2 separate regions of the Anas platyrhynchos genome follow, and region 2 is linked to region 1. A link is a contact called in public Hi-C data. All regions are on one chromosome and are shown on one strand. The core of a region is the stretch at or near the end of the contact, and the rest is flanking DNA. Distances in the headings are between cores, read along the strand shown. Region 1 holds the start of TTL (tubulin tyrosine ligase). Region 2 holds the start of APMAP (adipocyte plasma membrane associated protein).

Region 1 (5,007 bases), core at 939-3,438:
AAATACACAAAGAAGTTTTTTTCAGATTATTTACATCTAGTGTATATGTGATATCCATTAAGAAAAAAAAATCATTACAGGAACTTTTGAATGTAATATTGAGTAATTCAGTAACGGATTTCATTCTGCTTATTGATCTAACGCATTGATCTTAAGTTTAGGAAATGCCTTTGCATCTTGCACTTCTGCAAATAACAGAGACAAGGCACCAACTATAAATCTGGAACCCTGACAAAGAGCAGCTTTCTAAATTGGGAAGAGAGAATGGCCTCAGCATCTGAGTCCCAGACACACCATGATTCCCGGGGCTTTGATGTATTTTAAGCTAAGCCACGCACAGGTCTATTAGGATAACACAAACCAACGGCGTATCCGAAAACAGATGAGGAGCCCCATCAAATTCTAGGTCGAAGAGCGCCTCCTAGTAGAAACAAGTAAAAATTTCGTTCACTTTTGCTTTAAGCTAACAAAAGGAAAGCAAACCTCATCCTCAGTGAGACACATAATTTTGTGTATTATTTATGCCTCAAAGATTGGGTCAAATAACCATCCAAAATCCCTGGAAAAAAAAAGAGCAATTCCCTATGTACTGCCTTGCGCTCACCAGAGGCAGATCATCGCTCTTATATCAGCAAGTTGCAACACCCTGACATCAGTAACAGATCATAATATTCTTTCAGAAGTGCCACATGCAGAACACGTGTTTGGGATCCGTTTCAGAGTATTGCCCTAGCTACAGCAAGTATCTGAGGGAGATACACAACCTGGCAAGTGCCAGTTCAGGAAAACTTTCAATAAAGAAGGTTATTTTTTTTCTCCAGAGTGGGAGAAGGATGGGATTTAATGTCCTAATGTATTTCTCACCACCTTAGCCTTGTCAAAAGGAAGACAAGTGGGATCCCAAATGAGTGGGGTTGATGGTTTCCATTCCCACTCTGTCCATGCAGGAGCATACCCACAGGCCACTCCTCACACATAAGAGGTGTACATAAACTCACACACACAAAATAAAATGGTTTAATTCTAAATGGCACAGTTGAGGTAATATTGCTTTAAAACCCTTTTCGTTTTTTTCTTGGGGAGGTAAATTAAGCTCTGATTGTTCCAATTTTATATTCAGGAAAAACCTTTAAGCTTCAAAAAGACTGGATTCAGTATCCCAAGATTTGTGTCGGTAAGAATTAGCATCCCATTTAAACAACGTCCATGTCAGCATCCAGTCAAAGATGATACAAAATAGACAGTTCTTTTTCATTTGAATCTTGTTATCGCCCATTTGGCCTACAGTTGAGTGTTTTCTATGTTCCTTAGACTTTTAATAAAATTGGTCTTTTATGATAACAACTTGGAAACACTAATTGTTGTCACTGTCCATAAGGTGGAGAACATTTCATTAAGAACATTTTGCTCAATTTAGCAGAAGAAAAAGACGTAGGTGAGGAGCCGTTTTTAAAATGAGATTTCCCTGTCCTTGAGTCACGTATCGTCTCACGTTGTCAAAGACGAAAAAGCATGCTGGTCATCACCGATTTACCACACATTTCAGTTCCCTTCAGGAAAATACTGTTGATTTGTTGGAAGTGCATCATGATTTATAGCAACCAACACAAGCAGGCAGTGCTGATGGCGTTTCTCATATAGGGTCTGCAAGGAAACCGGGGCATTAACCAAATCAAGAACTCATATCTTTTTATTACTGAGAGGTTTGTTACGAGATCTGAACTCTCCAGGTTGTGAATTTGTGACATGAGATGGGTGCGGTTGGCTGCAGCCTTGTTTAAGAGGAAGACGGGAGCAATGGGTATAAGGAAAGACATTTTCAGTAAACAGAAAAAATCTAACTAGATAACAATGCTTGGGAAGGTTAAGTACAGGAAAACTGAAAGATGCCAAGAAGAAACACAGGATTTGAGGAGTGTGATGGACCCAGGACGAGTGTCGGTGTAAGAGCTCCCCATCCTCGCTGCCTCGCAGCTTGGGGCCAGCATCACCCCCAGAGGTGGCCAGGCCCTTTGTCGCTTGCCACCTTGCTCTGCCACCTGTTTTTCGTTCCCTTTCACCACGACCAGCCTCGATCTACCCTCAGCACCCCGATGCGGGCTAAGGAGCGCTGAGCAGCGCCATCTTCTCCCATCTGCAAAACCCGCTCTGCTTCCGGGTCGCCGCGGGGAAGGCGGTGCAGGGGCAGGGCCAGCACCCCCCTGTGTGTCCCCTTGTCCCTCCCTGTCCCCCCCCTACCCCACCCGGGGCCGATTTGGGGTCTCCCCGCCCCGCCGGCCGCGGGGCCCGGCGCGGTCCCTCCCCGCGATGAGCTCAGCCCGGCGGCGCGTAGGGGCGGGCGGCCCCGGCCATGCGGAGCCGGGACGGGAGGAGGAGGAGGAGGAGGTGGCGGTGCCGGTGGCCGAGCAGGGCCCTGCCTAAGCTGCGGCGGGGCCCCATGGGCCTGGGGAAGCCGGCGGGTCCCCGGGGTAGGGTAGGGTAAAGGGTCCGGGGGGGGGTGTTTTCCCCCGCCCGCCCCGCCGCCATGTACACCTTCGTGGTGCGGGACGAGAACAGCAGCGTCTACGCCGAGGTCTCCCGGCTGCTCCTGGCCAGCGGGCAGTGGAGGCGGCTCAGGAAGGACAACCCCCGCTTCAACCTGATGCTGGGCGAGAGGAACCGGCTCCCCTTCGGCAGGCTGGGTAAGGGCTGGCTCGGTGCTGCCGTGCCCGAGCAGGGTGCGGTGTTGTCGGGGGTCCCCCCCCCCCCCTTTACCCCCGGGTAGGGTGAGCCCCATGGGGTCCCCCATAGCCTGTGGGGCATCGCCTGGCTGTGCCCTGCTGTCTTCTGGTGCCTTGGGCAGTGGCTGCAGCCCCTCGGGGACAGCTGGCCCCAGACAGCGGGCTCCTTGCCGCAGGGACCCCGCAGCCGCCCCGACCCCAACCCCAACCCCAACCCCAACCCCAACCCGCATCGCCAGGAACAAAGGGGCAGCAGCGGGGGGCTCCCCACAGCCCCTTGCAGCCCTGGAACAGGCTCTGTCCCGAAACCGGCACAGCCCAAAAATGAACAGCCCCTGCTGCCCCTCACCAGGCCTCGAAGGATGGAAGGATCGCCCTCCAGGACAGCATCTGCAGTGCCCCCCAAAATACCCAGCCCAGCCTGGGGAGTGGGATGCTGGCATTGGGGGCTCGCACCCCGCAGCGGGACGCTCCCTTTGTTTGGCTCCCCGCGTGTTCAGGACGCTGGCCTCAGGGTCCCCGCCGTCCCCAGGGCTGTCTAGTGGGGTCACGACACCCCCACTTCTCAGCCTGCCTGCAGAAAAACACTTGAGGCTTTTTTTTTTTTTGCTGCTGCTCTGCAGGGTCTTGGCGAGGGTGACAGCACGTCTGGTGCCTGCTTGGGGGGCAGGGGGAGAGTTGTCGGGGAGGCTGTGTGCGTGCAATGCCAGGCCACCCCCCTTTTCTTCTCCCCTGCTGCTCATCCCCTTCTGCCAGCATGCGTGGCCGTGGCCGAGCAAGCTCTGGGAGCTTCCTTGTGTGGGTTTGTCCCCTGCCAGCCCTGCTGCTCGTCCCCTACCCCACCAGACAGGGCCGTGTGCTGCCCACGAGCAGGCAGAGCCCCGCCAGGCGCTGGCAGCGTTGTGGGGTGCGGCGGGGAGCAGAGATGCACTGTCATTGCCCGTGGCTGGTGGGTGTCCGTGCAGAGTGACAGCTGCTGGGCTGGCCCCGTGCTGCCTCCTGTCCCCAGCGTGTCGGAGCAGGTTTGGGGTGACCCCAGCACCGCAGCGCTTTTCCCTTCTGCAGTCCCCCCTGTGTGTGCCCGAGGGCTGGCAGGACCCTCCTGGCCTCCCTCCCTCTGCTTGGCCTCAGTTTCCTCCATCCTGGGGTGATTTTGCAGCAGTGCTTCTGGCTGCAGAAACACCAGAGCAAGGAGAAGCCCCCCAGCCCCGGCCCCTTTCATGCAGATCAAGCCTGGCACCACTTGATCACCCCTGCGCTGTCAGATCGGTAAGTCAGCAGCTCCAGCACCACCCCCCCTGTCTCCACACACACACACACACAAACGCTTGTGACTGGAAAGTCCCCGACACATGGCAGTGCCATCTGGTCACCTCCCAGTGCTGGGGTGTTTGCAGGAGGCAGGGGAACCCTGGGAGAGGCTCGAGCAGTGAGGATGCTCACACGTGCTGCAGCCAGCAAAGAACAGGACAGCGTGCCCAGCTCAGGGCAACCTCTTCCTAACCCCTTCCACCCTAGAGAAGAACCCTGGGATGATGGAAAGGCTTCAGCAGGTCCTTCAGTATGTCGTATGACAGGGTACCTACAATTTTTTTCTTAGAGAGGGACCAACCTTTAGCACTGACTTCTGTAACCCATCCTCTTATAGCAGGAGCTGGTTGCCTGAAATCAGTAGATTAAGACCAAAAAAAAAAAAAAAAAAAAGTTATTTTGGTACATCTTCCAAAAATCTCTGCCTTCTCTGGAATCTCTTCCTGAAGCTGTCCCTCTGAGCAGCTGTTGCACGCAGGCTGGCTGGGTTGGGTTCTCCTAAAGGCTCTGCTTGAAACAGGCACTGTTTTGGGGAGTTGTAGGGCAGTGCCTTCCAAAGGGCTGAGCCGGATCGTGTGTCATGGGGGAGCCACTGCTGCTGGTGGGCCACAAGCACTCCTGCTGCACTCGCTGGTTTCCTGCTCCTTGGGCTGATTGTGCCTTTAGGCGGTGAGTGTTGGCATCAAAGCCTGTATCTTATGCAAAAGCAGCTTGTGCTAAGGGGAGACAAAGAAGGAGCAGGCTGCAGAGGCCTGACAGAGCAGAAGATGCTGGGCTCTGCTGGCCACTGGAGGATCACCGGTTCACTCAGTGCCTTGACAGCTTTTTGATCCCATTAAATGCACAGAGCAGACCTCAGTGTGCACAAGAACCCGTTCCCTTTCCCTCCTTGCTGGCCACCAGCCCCCACGGCACAGGCCACTGCTCCAGAGATGCTCAGCAAACCAACAGGGGCACCACCTCGGATGCCCTGGGA
Region 2 (5,007 bases), core at 904-3,403, 170 kb before region 1:
AGCACAGAGCTAGGCCTAGACCTAGGCTTTGACGAGGCGACCACTCCGAGGATGCACCACCAGCAAACCCTGCTTGGGTCCTGCTCTCAGACATACTTATAAATCAATTTTATTTCTCACATTCAAGAGTGCAGCATCCCCTTCGTGCACTTCAGCAACGTTACAGCAGTCAGCCTGTCTCCATCCAAGATGACGTGAGCAGATACAGAAACTGCTTCAAATAAGCTTTCTCATCCACATTGACTGACCTCTCCGTAATTCCCTAGGGCCAGGCTGACCTTGCAATGAACCACCAGATTTCAGCACTATCTGTTCTAACACTACGTGTCTCGGGGAAGCAGCATTCCAGTCTTTTTCCCTTTGGATTTGGAAAGGAGAGAGTAGAAGAGATATGAGAGGGCCCCCAGGTTTATACAAAGACTTCAGCTGTCAGCCTTGCCCTTCCACTGTCCTTCAAAAGATGATGGCTCAATGCTGTGAGATTAAAAGTGCTGTCAGCAGTCACCTAAGCATCTTTGTGACAGCTGAGAACAGCTCACACAACAGGAAGCTAATAAAGATGAATAGGAACTCATCTGCGAAAGCCAACTTAATTAAAGCTCCTGAAAGCATGGTGTAAGTAAAGGTCATATTTCTGAGCCTCACTCAAACTTGCAAGGAATTGACAATAAAGGAAAGAAGCAGGAAGAATGAGGTGACGTGCAAAATCGCACTTCAAGCCTGCAAACTGCAAGACCTACTTTAGATCCTGCTGAAACCACAAGAATTTAAAGAAAAGCAAACAAACAACAGCAAACACTTGAGAAGTCAGATGCCGAGGATCACTGCAAAAGCAAGCAAACGGAACATACCCAATACCGAATACAGACAACTGTAAGTCAGGGACTGGTTGCTAGAAAGAAACGCTGAAGTTAGTTTACTAACACTGATAAACAAAACGGAGGTCCTTAGCTAATTGCGTCTCTGAAAATTAAACTCGCACGGACTCCAGCCACAGATCTCAAGGATACAACTTCCCAGGCTCCAGGTATAACAACAGTCAGTCAGTTGGCACTGAGAACCTAAGAAGAGAAGCTGTTGCACCAGCTCTTGAAGACAGCAGGCTGACAAGAAGACACTAGAGGTCACCACAACCAGCAACCCGGAGCTGCCTCATCCTCCTGAGGACCTGCTGGGGCGATGGATACTCTGGATCGCTGCTGGAGTCCTAGAAACACAACTGATTTGAGAAAAGTTAGCAAGGGAGGGTGAAGGCAGGAAGACATGCTAAGTGATGCTGGTGGAAAGGGGTCTGTGTGTGCAGGTCACCGCACAGCCAAAAGCGCCTCCCTCGGCCTGATGGCCCCGAAGGGCAGAGAGGAGAACCTGTGAGGTGCTCAAAGAGGAGACGCGGGGAGCCAGAGCGGTGCTCGTCATCACACAGGTCATTCAGCAGGGCCCAAACCCTGCTTTCTGATGGCAGCTACCACCTTGCTGTTACAGCCAAGCCAACTTTGAGCAAAATGCCTGCGCAGAAAGCTACAAGCAGAACTTTGAACCTCGCCGCAAGCAAACAACGCTTTCACAAGGGTATTACGAGAGTCCGAAACACACGCAGGCTGCTCGTTACACCACAGCCTCCTCCTGCAGCCCTTCCCAGACCCCAACCAAGGCGTTGCACGGTGCCCACACACCCACAAATACCGCACGGTCACCAGCATCGCTTCGCTAACCAAGCACGAGCACTACGAAAAAGAGGAGAAAAAAGGCCAAAAAAGGCCAGAAAACCCCCAAAGCAGCCACCCCTTAAGCCAATACTTTCCAGGGAGCCCAGCCCTGCACGAAGCCCTCGGAGGAGCCCGGGGCCGGTTCCCCCCCACCCCCTCGCAGCCCCACCTGCCCTCCTTGGCCTCCTGCGCCGGGCTGTCCTCGGTGATGACCTGCGGGCGGAGCGGCCGGCGCTGCCGCAGCCCCTCGGCCTCATTCATCCTCCCCGGCCCCAGCCCCCGGCCTCGGCCCCGGCCTTTGCCCGCCCCCGGGCCCGCCCAGCTCGGCTTCGGCGGCGCCTGCGTGCTCGGTAGCCCCGGGGCCGCTCTCCGGTGGCCACCCCGGGGGCTCCGGGAGGCTCCCGGTGAGGCTCCGGGCTCCCCAAGCGAGGCCCGGTCCCGGCTCAGCGCAGCCCCCCCCTCGGCTCAGCCCCCTCACGGAGCCCCCCCGTTATCCACCAGGGGGCACTGGGGCACCAAGCAGGAGGAAGAGGAGAGGGGAAGCTCCAAAAGTGGCTGAACAGCCCCAAATCCGCCCATCCAGGACGGAGCAGGGGCAAGCTCACTGCTATAAGCTTCTAAACTCACTTGGGAATAATTCCCCGTCCCGAATTTCCCATTTTTGAGGTGAAAATGAACATTTTGTACCAGCCTAGCTTAAAAGCAGAAGCTTGTTACTGAGATAAGTTGCTGTGGCGTTAGCTGGCTACAGAGGCAGCCCCTGATTATAATTGTGTTAGGCTGGAAAACAGTCTCCACTTTACCAATTCCCAAATAAATGGATCACCAGGGCACCTGCCTTGTTATCTAGCTCTTCCTGGAACTTGTAGGAGATGCTTCCCAGTGTGGAGTTGGGAAGCTTTCCAGAGGCAGCTGCTGGAGGTAACCCGAGCAGTGGCTAACGAGGATGTTCAGTGTCCGTCCCTGCAATACAGCTGTAGTGTCATCTGTGTGGTATGCTGGTGGTGAAACACAATCTTCCCTGCTCTTTCGTGGACAAGACATCCTGCAGAGGGTGTTCCTGGCATTTACAAGTGGCCTGTGGCTCCTGGAAACACATTTCTTCCCTCAGCTGCGGGACAGCTACACGCTCCTGCACAGCACTGCGTGTCTCACCTTCCCCACACACACCCCGTTGCGCAGGCTGTGCATGCTTCTATGAAAAACAAACAAAAACCCACAAGATTAGCAGCAGAACCATCCATACTAACTAACGGTAACTAATTGCTCCCCTTAATTGTTCTGTTTCCATTGCACAGGAAAATAATTGCAGAGCGCTGGGACTTCAGGATTTACATGAGACGTGCAGCTTTCAGGCACCAAGCGCTAATTCTTCCCCTTCTTCAGTTGTCATGCAGTTTTCTGGCAGCGACTCATTTCCTGTGAGCTACTGTTTCGAGAAAAGCAATAAAGTAAAGCAGCAATTTGGACTACGGGGTGACACATCATCATCTCAAACTCTTTTGTCTTTCTTCTTGACAGACTCAAATAAGCTGGAGAAGCAAAAGCAAACCCAAAGGAATAAATAAAACCCCAGATCCTTGAAGGGATGGAAGGTCAGACACCCGTGATACAAAGCCAACACATCACATAGAGAAAGATACTTTTAATGACAATTTGAATACAGAGATCACTCAAGGAACTTATTTTGGTCAAGGATAATAAATGTGTTTAAAGCATGATTATTAAAAAAAAAATGAAATGCTTAACAATCTGTACAACACATCATCTCTGGAAAGATTGTTTTTCCTTTCCTAAAATTAAGAAAATCATGGTCTGTGCCTTCAGTGGGGGAAAAGGCACCACAATCAGGTTTCACTGGTAAGTTTGAGTGGGAAAACAAAGTAAGCACCAGATGGACAGGCATAGGTAGGGTACATCACAACTAGACTCTGCCACAGCAGTCACACTGTTGAGATGCACTGTTTCCCTGGCAGGAATTATTTCTCTTTTTGAAAGTTTTCATTTGCCCTTTGCATCAAATTGCAACAGGTAAAACTGAGTCTGAAACTGTTTTGACAAAGTTACAATTGCAATCTGGCAAATTATCCCTGTGTTAATCATGGATGCACAAAAGGCTTGAAGGAGTCCAGCAGTTCTGCTTTTCAAAAACGATTCAACTACCCCCAAGAGTGTCCCTTGATCCCTCTGTAAAGCATTCCGTATATCATTACCTTCTTGGAGTGATTAGTGGGCATCAACTTAAAAGGCAGCAGGCCTGAAGTCCTTTCCAAGTGACCTCTCTCCTGGCATTTCAAGAACTGAGCACATCAGTGCCAGCTCTGCACGCTGAGCCCCTCCCTGAACCACAAGCCTGAGGGGTGGTACAGCTGCATGGGAAGCAAAAAGCACTGTCAACATGCAGCTGTGCTGATGTTCCTGACATCCAGGGAATAACAAAAATGCAAAACTTGACTCAGGCTTTGCACTGAAGATGCAACAGCTGCAGTTAGAGATCATGGAGGAAAAAAAAATAAAAATGAGAGGGGGTGGTTCTCAGGCTGGAAAATTTCATCTGTTTGGCAAAACCTTCTACGAATAGCCTGCCTAGTGCAGCACAATGGTTTTCCTTTTCTAGGGAATATCAGTTCCAAGTCCTGCCTAGCTGTCTCCTACCAGCCTCGGTGCTATTAACTGAACTGAGCCCTGGCTGATAGCTCCAAGAGCTGATGCAGGTATGCTCCCAAAAGAGCAGTTTTACCAGGAGAGGTAGGGGCTGAGGCTGCCCAGGAGCTGCACCCACTGCAGCACACCATGTGAGCAGTGTGACAGCACCACGTGTTCTCTCTGAACATCACAGGGGACCTCAGAGTAGATGGCATCCCAAGGACATCCTAATTTGTTAGGCATTGGAACGGGCTGCCCAGGGAAGTGCTGGAGTCCCCATCCCTGGAGGTCTTTAAAAGACGTTTAGATGTAGAGCTCAGTGATATGGTTTAGTGGAGGACTGTTAACGTTAGGTCAGAGGTTGGACTCGATGATCTTGAGGTCTCTTCCAACCTAGAAATTCTGTGACCATGGCTCAGCTGAGAAAACTCACAAGAAATAGAGTGGCCATCGTGGTGTGGGATGGTACTCTACCTAGCACATGCCGTTGACGTGATTTTAGCAAAAAGTACTTGTGAGGCATCCCAAGTTCACAGTGTGAGGCTTGCTTGTAATTACAGTCCACACCATCCTGTGGATTTACTGGGATGCTGCAGCCACAGTCAGTCCCTAACCTCCCTGACAGCTGTGGTCCCTAAGCACATGCAAGCTGAGA

The links. Hi-C and Micro-C count contacts between places; a contact is called where the count stands out from the background.
Region 2: a Hi-C map of subcutaneous adipose tissue shows a contact between it and region 1, with 3 times the contacts expected there. The contact joins the promoter of APMAP here to the promoter of TTL in region 1. A contact is called at or near these places in 4 of 8 Hi-C or Micro-C datasets (liver, skeletal muscle and subcutaneous adipose tissue).

Annotation. Positions count from the first base shown.
Region 1 is chr3:15,373,010-15,378,016 of IASCAAS_PekinDuck_T2T, reverse strand. TTL (tubulin tyrosine ligase) reads left to right here and starts at 2,188. Exons shown (of 7, transcript XM_027453543.3): 1 at 2,188-2,681. The coding sequence starts at 2,525.
Region 2 is chr3:15,543,240-15,548,246 of IASCAAS_PekinDuck_T2T, reverse strand. It overlaps APMAP (adipocyte plasma membrane associated protein), which reads right to left and starts at 2,153. Exons shown (of 9, transcript XM_027453550.3): 1 at 1,876-2,153. The coding sequence starts at 1,967.